2 separate regions of the Sus scrofa genome follow, and region 1 is linked to region 2. Evidence: chromatin contacts called from public Hi-C data. All regions are on one chromosome and are shown on one strand. Each heading gives the region's core, a stretch centred on a gene start, on an enhancer-like site or on the middle of the called end of the contact. The rest is flanking DNA. Distances are from core to core; before and after follow the strand shown. Region 1 overlaps PTPRM (receptor-type tyrosine-protein phosphatase mu). Region 2 overlaps PTPRM (receptor-type tyrosine-protein phosphatase mu).

What was found. Hi-C and Micro-C count contacts between places; a contact is called where the count stands out from the background.
Region 1: a contact with region 2 is called in a Hi-C map of fetal heart ventricle, with 4 times the contacts expected there. The contact joins two enhancer-like sites. A contact is called at or near these places in 6 of 47 Hi-C or Micro-C datasets (embryonic fibroblasts, epiblast stem cells, fetal heart ventricle and 3 more).

Annotation. Positions count from the first base shown.
Region 1 is chr6:99,709,351-99,715,084 of Sscrofa11.1, reverse strand. The region is part of intron 7 of PTPRM (receptor-type tyrosine-protein phosphatase mu); the gene reads left to right. Among named protein-coding and RNA genes, the nearest start is that of PTPRM, 380 kb to the left of the region's middle. Within about 2 kb of position 3,829, at least 2 of the 83 cell types and tissues checked have an H3K27ac peak or open chromatin away from gene starts, as enhancers often do.
Region 2 is chr6:99,369,973-99,375,502 of Sscrofa11.1, reverse strand. It overlaps PTPRM (receptor-type tyrosine-protein phosphatase mu), which reads left to right. Exons shown (of 36, transcript XM_021097712.1): 31 at 1-69; 32 at 1,086-1,217; 33 at 5,370-5,495. Among named protein-coding and RNA genes, the nearest start is that of RAB12, 130 kb to the right of the region's middle. Within about 2 kb of position 1,267, at least 3 of the 83 cell types and tissues checked have an H3K27ac peak or open chromatin away from gene starts, as enhancers often do.

The DNA.
Region 1 (5,734 bases), core at 2,580-5,079, 340 kb before region 2:
GCCACATTCTCCGGTCGCTGGGTGTTTTAATGGCTTCTTCCATGAATGATCGTGGTAGATGATGGCGGCCTTGTGGAAATGGTTTGGATTAAGCTTCTGGTTTGCTTGAAGGTTAGTGACTTGCTATAATTGCATGTAACTCAGTGGAATCAGTAGTTGTATATTCTTATGGTTCATATCAATATATTCTTGATAATGAAAAAACTATGAATGAGGTTCCTAATTTGTTTCTCTGCTTATGCCCTGACCTCAGGGAGAATGTGATGAAAGCATTGGGGAAATTTTATTTTCAAAATCTTCTTTAAAAACCCTTTTCAACCTACCCACTTATTAAACACCATGTCCATTGGCGACTGTTCTTTAAGTGAGGGATAGTGCAAAATAGAGCGTGTAGGTTTTATTCTGGTAACAATGCTTTTAACCCTTTGAGGATTGTAGTGACTTCAGCAGTAATGTTAATGGAATAACTATTCTTGGTGACTGGAAGATGGCTCATGACTTGGGAAGGAAGGAAGGAAAGGAGGAAGGGAAGGAGGGAGGAAGTAGACAGAGGCAAACCTAAGACAGTCTTCAGAATTATTAAAGTAAAACAGAAATATTTGTTTGCAAGGCAGTAGCACATAATAGAATCCCACACTCCTAATTTCATTAACTTCCTTGCAGCAAATAATTCTGCTTAAAGAAAGGATCTGATTTATATTTTCAGTGGCCACCCAGTCTAACAACTTTATGTAGGACATCTTTGGTTTGGCTCAGTTTTAAACTAGTAAGATATTAGATGCCTGATTAAGGAGAATTTGTTCCCATTAGTTTGACCCAAGGCTTTTGCTGGTGGCCCATGTGGGTCCTGATTCTCAGAAAAATATGAGCCCACAACCTGTGGGAATTATGTAGGAAATAACCCATCCTGAGATGTGTGGGTGATGTTTCAGATTCTCAGGATTAACAGACTCTCTAAAGTGTAACATTGGTCCAAATGTCTGGGCATCCCGTGGCCCAGTCAAGTTCACACGTAAAATTAACCATCACAATTGTGAATGCCAGAAATTTAAATTTAATTTTGTAGATAGCTGAAAATTGTGCCAAATTTAGGCAAAAGTTCATAGGAGGTAAAACTATTAGTAGATAGATTTATTAAAGTGACATGTGTATCTTATTCATCAAACCCGTTTGTTTAGGCCACTGCCTTTGATGTATTATGGTTTTACTAAGTGTCAGTTAGAAATAATGTGTTTGGACACTTATGAGTATATTTAAGTAACAGAATTCTCATTTCTTATGAGAGCCTTGCCCAGTTCACACTTTTAGGCCAAAATCATTATTGATTTTTCAGTACTTGGGTGCTGAGCCTGAGTTTAGTAAAGACATAACATCCTCTATAATTGGGCTGAAAGAAGACCCCTAGGGCTAAATATTTGCATTTATAGGCATTAGTCTAAAGTGGGATCTGAGACCTACCTTTTTAGACCAAGTTTGATAGAAACATACAGTGAACCTTACAAAGGCTGCCTCATCCATTGAACCCATAGGGAAGGAGAGTTCTGGATGGCAGTGTCCTTCATGGTCCCGATCCGTCCCCAACCATGCAGGGAGGTGGCAGGATTGTGGGCCTTCATAGTGGCTCACATCTCTTCCCACTTTTCCAAACACGTGGTCACCATCCCCCTGGGGCAGCAGTCTCTCAAACAACCTCAAGTGGGACCACAGCACAGGATCCAGAACACAGGAAGACAACCAGGTACCCAGGAGTGAGATACCATTTCCAAAATGTTTAGTGAAGAATGATGGTTTAGAGCAAATGGAAAATCCATGACCTGGAGGTGGAAGAGAGAGCAAGGGACGCTTGGAACAAGAGCCAATAAAGTGCTTGATTCAGCACGAGTCTGAGATCATTGTGGCAGCAGCTCTCCTTGGAGGGTGGTGCAGAAATGAATCATCAAACAACCTAAATGTCCATCGCCAGCAGAATGGATACAGAAGATGTGGTACAGATACACAATGGAATACTAATCAGCCATAAAGAAGAATGAAATAAGGCCATGTGCAGCATGGAGGGAACTAGAGACTGTCATGTTAAGTAAGTCAGAGAAAGACGAATATCATCTGATATCACCTATATGTGGAATCTGAAATATGGCACAAATGAATCTATCTACAAAACAGAAACAGACTCACAGACATGGAGAGCAGACTTCTGGTTGCAAGGCAGGGGGAGGGAGCGGGATGCCCCTGGAGTTCGGGATTAATAGATGCAAACTATTACATTTAGAATGGATAAACAACAAGGTCTGACTGTGTAGCACAGGAAACTATATCTAATCTCCTGGGATAGACAGTGATGGAAGATAAGATAAGAATACATGTATGTATATATGTATAACTGAATCACTGTGCTTACAGAAGAAACTAACAAAACATTGTAAATCAACTATACTTTAACTAAAAAAAGATACGTGGAGTTCCCGTCGTGGCTCAGTGGTTACCGAAACCGACTAGGATGCATGAAGTTGCAGGTTCGATCCCTGGCCTCGCTCAGCAGGTTAAGGATCCAGCATTGCCGTGAGCTGCAATGTAGGTCGCAGACGCGGCTTGGATCCTGCATTGCTGTGGCTCTGGCATAGGCCAGTGGCTAAGCTCCAATTAGACCCCTAGCCTGGGAACCTCCATATGCTGTGCGTGCAGCCCTAGAAAAGACCAAAAAAAAAAAAAAAAAAAAAACATACGTGCAAAGGAAAATATAGATTTGCTGTTCAAAAACACTAACTGTGCCAAGCAGGACTGGCCCTTCACATTCCTGTGGGGCCTCCCAGAAACTCTAGGACAGAGCTCTGCTGGTGCTTTTGCTGCCAAAACTACTGGGAGAATTCCTGCACCTCCCAGTGTTGAATAGCACAAATCTTTGGCCAAAAACCGTGAAAATTTGGGGGAGGGGGTGTGTCTGGCCTGAACGGTTTACTGGAAGTTCGACAGAAATGCACAAAAGCTGTTAAGAGAGGGAACTGCCACGCAGGCAGGAGGTTTTCTAGCCGTTGAGACTGCACGCGAGGGGTGGTTTTGATTCTCCCCCGCACACATCGACTTTGTGACTTCTGAGTGCTGTCCTCAGGTATCTGCCCATCTCAGGAATAATTACTAGACGATTTCAAGAGGCCCGTGGTCCGATGTGCACTGCCCCGGAGCCTCCCATCCCATTCTCTGCCCTGACCCCTTCTCGCGGAAAGCCAGCAGTGGCCCTGTGGACTGCCTTTCGCCACTGAACTCCAGCAGCAAATTGGCCTGCTGAGGCTGACCCTTGTCAGGGAGTCTGTCAGGCATTTGGAAAAGCTGCAGGCACAAGGCTTGCAGACTGGCCTTACCACACAAGTCATATTCTGCCAATGTTAACACGTATATTTATGGCTCTCCTGCACTGAAGTTCACTGTCAGCACCTGCTGTGCATGAAAATGGATGTTTTCTTTGGTTTCCTCGAGCAGTTCTGCCTCAGCTAAGGCCGTCCAGGCTCAGAATTTTAAAAGAGCTGCTGTTAAATGCTGAGAACTGCTCCCGAGGACTGTGGCATCAGTGTACCACGTGGGGTGAGATAATAGGACAATTGCAGGTGATGTGTCCATGCCCATTCGCACTCTGTGTAGATTTATGAAGCCCAACCTGGAGGCAGAAGCAAGGCGTAGACATTTAGGTGGCTGGATGCTGACGATATGTATGTACAGGGCTTCCTTCCTTTTTTCTCATGTGAACTTGGTTTCTGAAAACCTTGATCTCACTGAAAAGCCAGCACTCAGAAGAGAATGAATATCCTGCTCTCGGGGTGACCCCTGCAGGTGGGGGCAGGGAAGTCTTACCAGCTATGATTTGATCTAAACTTACCCCAGCTCCTTGGCACCACCCCGAACCATCCACCTAATTGGTGGATTAGGTAGCAGTCAGAGCCAGGGGCAAAGAGTATGCCAAGTCATGAGATGCCCGAAGTGGGGTGAAAGTGCTGGTGGGAGAGACCTGAGAGGTCGGGAGAAGCTGTGTGTCCTTGTTCTCAGCTCTTGTGAAGCCAGGTCCTTATGCTCAGCAGTCACAGGTTCTCAAAGGTGGTCTCTTGACCAGCGGCTTCAGCATCCTGGGAGAACTTGCTAGAAATTGCAGATCGCCAGCCCCTGGCTCGGACACATAGAATCAGGCCCACCCATCTTGTAACAGATCCTTAAGCTGAATCTGACATGTCCCAAAGCTTGAGAGGCAGTAAAGCACCATCACCCACAGAGGGAAGGTGAGACTGAGTCACCTCCTGTTGCCCCATGACACAGGCCTCGGGCTGAGATGCAGACTGAGAAATGCTGACACGTCCCTCCTCACAAACTTGACAAGCAACTGGGATGCCAGCGATGGGTTTGGGGAGAAGTTATCCTTTAATTCCAAAGCCAGAGTGCTTCTTGCTTTGCCCTGACTGAGAAGGAGAGGCACGGCGGGCCCTCCACCTCAAGTGGGGACAGCAGACCCAATCAATGTTCCAGGCTACAGAGTGGGTGAAGCAGGCTCCTAGGCTCACACCGGACCTTCTGGAACCTTCTCCAGCCCGAGGGCTGTCTCGAAGACCACAGAGGCCAAGCAAAATCTTGACTTCTGCAAAACCGTCATAACTGAGCCCAAAGCCCAAAAGTAAAGATGTGGAGTTAAGTCAACTATGGACGTTAAAGATCTAGGGAGATTGTGTATTTCCTTGCCTCTGTATCATGGTATTATTCAATGGCTTCATTTAATACACACTCAAGGGCCTCCTGCGGGCAAGGTGGCCTTCTGTGACCTGCCTCCTAGCCTTCTGCCTGTGACCACTCTGTCTGTGGAAACCTTGGGAAGAAGGAAGAGAAATACTCACTTTCCTTTTCTGCTCAGTGGGGATACCAAGTTCAGTCTCTCATTTCCTGCCAGAAGCTCCAAGAATGCAGTAATAGTTCTGGCAAGCAGGAGCTGAATGAATTCCTAGGAAAACACTTACTCTAAACCTGCTGATGGCCAGTTACTGCCTATACCATATGGAAGCTTCATAGCCCTCCAAAGAAACAAATTCTGTCTTAAAGGACTGAGCTGTGAACCTCTATGGGCTCCACGCAGCCCAGAGAGAAAGGGCCAAGAGTGTCAGCTGTGCACTATCTCTCATCCAAATCACTTTCTCTGATTTTAGGCTAAAAGTGATTCGAGCTCTAAATCAAAAGCAGCCACTCACCTAGGAATTGCTGGCATTTGGCAGTTCCTGAGTTTTTCCTGGTTTTAGATAACTCTGTGTGTGCGCATGCCTATCTATCTGTCTCTGGTGCTAGTAGTGTCTATCCTTTTTTCTTTTCTTTTCTTTTTCTTTTTTCCTGGTCTTTTCTCTATTTAGAGCTGCACCCAAGGCATATGGAGGTTCCCAGGCTAGGGATCGAGTCGGAGCTCTAGCTGCTGGCCTATGCCACAGCCACAGCAACAGCAACAGCAACTTGGGATCTGAGCCACATTTGTGACCTACATCACAGCTCACAGCAATGCCACTGTGGGATCTTTAACCCTCTGAGCGAGGCTAGGGATTGAACTCATGTCCTCATGGAGACTAGTCAGGTTCGTTAGTCACTGAGCCATGATGGGCACTCCAGTAGTGTCTATCTTGAAGGGAGTTGGGTAGAAAAATTGCTCAATTGTTCCTACTGATAACACTTGCCATGGGTTAGCATATTTTGACTGGCTGTTTGCCTGCCTGACTGATGG
Region 2 (5,530 bases), core at 18-2,517:
CGCTGCCTGCCCTTCCTCATCACCATCGATGGCGAGAGCAGCAACTACATCAACGCCGCTCTCATGGATGTGAGATGAGGGATGGGGTGGGGGGATGGGAGGATATCCCTACAGGGGCCTGCACCTGCCTCCTCTCTTGGGACTTCTCTGCCCTGTTTTTGTTGTTGTTGTTGTTGTTGTTGTTTTAAAGACATAAACTGTATGTTCAACAACATGCATTTCTGATTCCGAATCTGTTTTTGGGTCGGGCTCATAGTCTTGGTCTCCCTGAGACCCTGAGTCCAGGAAGAGTGATAAATGAGGCAGGTCCCAGGTGCTCTCCGAGCACGGAAATTTTTAACCTGCTGGCCGGAGAGCAAGAGACAGCTATTAAGTCAGGAAGGCAGTGAAGTGGGATAATATGGTTTGCAGCATTATTTGAGTTCCCATTTCTCCTAATTTAGGCAGTAATTAACATGGGGGGAAAATCGCCCATCGGCACAGAGAGAACACAACTCATTACTCCCTGTCAGTCTCTTTGCTTCTGACTGAATGAACATTTGCTAGTCAATTGATGGGGAAAGTGAATGGGTCTTTTCAGTGCTAATATGGAAATTTGAATTCTATTAGTGTGATATCAGTGAAAAGGTATTTAAACTTGTTTGAAGCTCTGCAGAGCTGTAAAAAGCATGGGTGTCCTTTTATGGCAGGAAGAAATAACAGCATCTCACAAGTAAACAACAAGCAAACAGATTTTAGGAAAAAACAGAACTATTTATGCATATTTTTAAAGTTAAATTTTCTCCATTAAAATAGTTATGTATAGGGCCAATATTGCCTTTCTGCCAAAAACACACAACAACAAAAAAAATTATAAGGGATACTTATTGTTTTCTTGGTATCAAAGTAGGAGAATTTTATCACTGTTATTCTGTAGATGAGTCTATATTTAGTCTGTTTTGGCATCGACAATGGTGATAGAATTCAACAATTGTTAAATATGTTCACTGTTTTATGTCACAAGCTCCCATGTGTACAAAATAAGTTAGCTTCCTCCTGTCACATTTTCCCGAGTATATTTGGATCTCTCTTGTTTGTGTTTGCAGAGCTATAAACAGCCCTCGGCTTTCATAGTCAGCCAGCATCCTTTGCCAAACACAGTGAAAGACTTCTGGAGACTGGTCCTGGATTATCACTGCACTTCTGTGGTTATGCTAAATGACGTGGATCCCGCCCAGGTGAGACTCGGGAGTCACAGCCATCAGAGCCCGTGCCCAGGGTCAAGTCTGTGTTTGCTTTGTTGGCACATTGAGAAGTGCTATCCCCTGGTAGAAGGTCACCAGCGCCAGGCAAGGACTGAACCAGAGATGCTGAAAAATCCAGATGGAGTTAAGAGATGGGGCAGAAGATAGTCTGAGACCAAAAAGGCAGCCTGAAGTGATAGATGGTGGGAGTGACAGGGCAAGACGGAGTCAGAAGATAGGCTGTTCCTGAAGGTTGGTAATCCTGACTCAGGGGCAATAGGAGGTGCGGAGAGAGTCAGAGTGAACAGGGGCCCAAGCTTCTCAGAGCCGAGAGTAGAGCAAGCCAACCAGGGACCCTGAGGAAAGGCCGCCAGCCTCCAACAACCTGGGGTCCCTCCGAGAGCCTCTGCACACTCCTGGCCCAGCCCACCTGGAGTCCACAGGCGGCAGTGGCCATGGTGGGATGACAGGGGAGACCAACAGGTGTATCTAAGGGACAGCAATTACTTTAATCAACTCTTTGGTAAAGATATGAAAAGGAAATAAAAGTGTAATTTGAAGATATGAAAAGCTCAGAGGGAATTCCCATTGTGGCTCCACGGGTTAAGGATCCGACTAGTATCCATGAGGATGCACATTCAATCCCTGATCTCGATAAGTGGGTTAAGGATCCGGCATTGCTGTGAGCTGTGGTCTAGGTCGCAGTTGTGACTCAGATCTGGTGTTGCTGTGGCTGTGGCGTAGGCTGGCAGCTGCAGCTCCAATTTGAGCCCTAGTCTGGGAATGTCCATATGCTACAGGTGCAGCCCTAAAAAGACAAAAAAAAAGAAAAGCTCAGAATTATAAATGGGGCTGTTGCATAGCTCCTCTTAAACATAGAAAGAGAAAATTGGGCAGTGGTGACTCAATCTTAGTAATGGGGTTAGAAGCGTTTCTTAAAGGGATTTGTCAGGCCAGCGTTGGCACCCAGGTCCTGGGAGCTGGATTCATTGCTTGAGGGCAGGGCTGTTCCAGTTCTGGCCTGACCAGCCGTGATAGAGGGCCTCTGGGAAGTTTGAACTTGACATGTTGTAGGAGTAAACTTGTTCTGGAACTGAGTTAATTTTCTGTCTCATTGACACAATTTTTTTCTTTGAAAGAAATTCTTTAGCCAAAAAAAAAAAAAAGAAAGAAAAGAAAGTCTGAAGTATTGCAGCACCCAAACTGGTCAAGATTTTTCCTTCCTAAAATCCATTTTCTTGTCATCAGTTTGCCCTAAATCCCACAGACGTTCAATTCTCTAATGTTTTTAATTATGTTTGAGGCACTGCATTATATTGTTACGGCTCCAGCCTGAAAGCCAGTTAATGAAATAATAATGATAATCCTGCCTTCATCTAGTCCTTATTATTTAAGAAGCTTAAATATTTTAGCGGTCTTCCCCGTTGATCCTTTTCCGAGGACAGATTGCAACCATTTATAAAGACAAGCAGACAGCACCGCTCAGGGAACACACCTAGAAATAGGATGGAGGACGCTGATTTTTCTAACTCATGATGCCATGGGTTAAGTTTCCCTGATTCAAGGTTCCGTAGTCATAGATAGTCAGAAGATAAACGACCATGCCCTCTTAAGCGTCATCGTTTTCCCCTAACATGAATCCTGAAACGTAGGAGATGCTGTTGTCTTCACTTTGGTGAACCAGCCATCGGTGATTTTCGAGTGTTCTTTTTGAACGAGAGTGTTTGGGTTCGAAAGCTGTGTTCTAACCCCTCACTGTCTGGACCCACACCAAGCCCTGGCTGACTGGCAGCCAGAGATACAGAGAGGCCCCGTTCCATGAGGCAGAAGCGCTGGTGCTCAGAGCCGGAGAAAAGGGGCTCCCGGGATCCAGCCTTTTAGAGAACGCTAAATGGAGCGTTTGAACTGAAAGGCTTTGCAATTGCACAAGAATAGCACTCCACCACTTTAAGTATTTATAGGTCCCCTTCATGGACGTGTTGTGCACTATTTAAGCCATTTTCCACACGGTTTCCTTGGGCAGAGTGCAGAATGCGTATGCCGGGAGCCAGGCACCGGCCCGGGGCTTTCATATTTCTCTGCTGTAAGTGACAAGCTTTAGATCAGGGCCTGAACTCAAAGAGCAGACAGCACAGCTAGCTCGGCCGAGAGAAAATGGGCGGAATGGTTCAAAAGTGCGTGTTCCAGCTTTTATTACTATCTCAGCTTCCCCTTATGATGCTTATTAATTTTAACAGTGGGTACCCTTGGGTATCAAAAGAAAATAAACATCAGCAGGCTGTCTTTTGCCAAGGCAGTTTGATAATTTATCACCAGGAAGCACTGGTGAGGAAGGAAACATTTCATGGAAACATTATTTTAAAATAAAGAAATGTCAATTTCTAAAATGCCGAAGTCTTGGCATTCCCTTGCAGCACAGTGGGTTAAGGACCCAGCATTGTCACTGCAGCCGCTCAAGTCACTGCTGTGGTGCAGGTTTGATCCCTGGCCCAGGAACTTCCACATGCCACAGGGAGGCCAAAAAAAATAAATTATTTAATTTAAAATCATACCATAGACCTTGCTAATGTAAAAAAAGACCCTTAGTCATCCATCCTGCTTTCATTCTTGATCTGAAATCCAAAGCTTGAGCTTCTACGTAACACAGGGAAGGAGATGACTCTGAAAACTATCTTGCGATCTCAGCTGTAAGTCAACCTTTGTGATCTTTGACGATGAGATTTTTAGATTCTTGGAAAATAAAAGTCATCAGGAAAAGGAGATGTGGGCAGCAGGTTCTCCGTCTGAGGTACATGGTTCTGCTTCGAATGAGGTGACACGTTTCTCACCTCTTCTTGGCTCAAAAGAAACAGATTAGAAAACAGTGAAGTAGTTCCCTCTTGCCCCCCGCCCCCAGCCATTTGTCCCTCAGGTAAATCAGAAAGAAACGAGTTCTATGTGGGAAAAGAATCTGAAAAAGAATGGATCGTGTACATGTATAACTGAATCACTTTGCTGTAGAGCAGAAATTATCACCTTGTTTAAATCAATTATACTTCAAACTTTAAAAAATGAAAAACATAAAAATTTAAAAATTTAAATAAAACCAAAAGCCATAAAATAGAAGATACACCAAAAAGAACGGCATAGTATGAAATTTGGAGATAGATCTGAGTTCTCAATTTTATATTTCTTGAATTCAAATTATTATTTTATACCATTAAATCTTAAAATAAAATATATTAGTCATTGTTAATTTCTTCTCTCCCAGGACAAATTAATATACACAGTGTTAATATATATACTGAATCATAAGTATAAGATGAGGAATTTTTAAAAAGAAAAAAGTTAAACACTGCTGCCCCAAAACATGACTGCACACCAGGTCCCCAAAGAAGTTGAATTTCAGACTTTAAATGCCCTAAGTTGGGTCTTGGAGTTTTGGGAAAGGTCTGTGAGAACAGATCAGGGGTTTTTCTCACCTGTCAGTGTTTCCGTGGGGCAGCAGCAAACGAAAGCCCCCTCCCACCAACCCCACCCCCACCCCTGACACCCACATCACGTGCCTCAGATTCCTGCAAAAGTCCTTAGTTTCCCAGTATCACCAACCCCTGGAGTTTGAGATTCCAGGTAAAACAGCAAAACAGTTGTTCTCATGACAGCAGGTTTTCTAGATCTGTGCCGGAAGGGTTGTGACCAGAGCGTGAAAATGCAATCCCACACTGTTACCAGGATCTTGTCACAAAGTAGCCGGGTCCTCAAAAATGATTGCAAACTGCAAGGTGACCCAGACAGGGAAGACGGAGATTCGGGCATCACCAGGTCCATCTCAAGAGTCTCAGCTCTTGTGCTGGCTGCTTGTGGCATCTCCCCAGGGCATGAGAAGAGTTTCCTCTAGCGGCTGTGTGTTCAACAGCACCCACCTACCCTCCTTGGGAAGCCAAATGGCTCAGGTTTTAAAGATGCTTTGGAGAAAATGGAGGAAAAGGGACTAAAAGGACAGGTGAATTTCAGGACTCCGCTGGAAAGAAAAGAGGGAAGGCAAAGAAAATAAAGTGAATCAAGGGTGTGATGAGAATTCCTGACATTGGTAGCGACCTCGCCCAAACCATGAGGGGTGAAATGTATGCTTATCATTAACCTCGCATTTCTCTGTTCCGAATTCAGTTGTGTCCGCAGTACTGGCCAGAAAACGGAGTCCACAGACACGGCCCCATCCAGGTGGAATTTGTCTCTGCCGATTTAGAGGAAGACATCATCAGCAGGATATTCCGTATTTACAATGCATCCCGGGTAAGGGCCGCAGCCTGTGCGGCTTGTGTCATGGT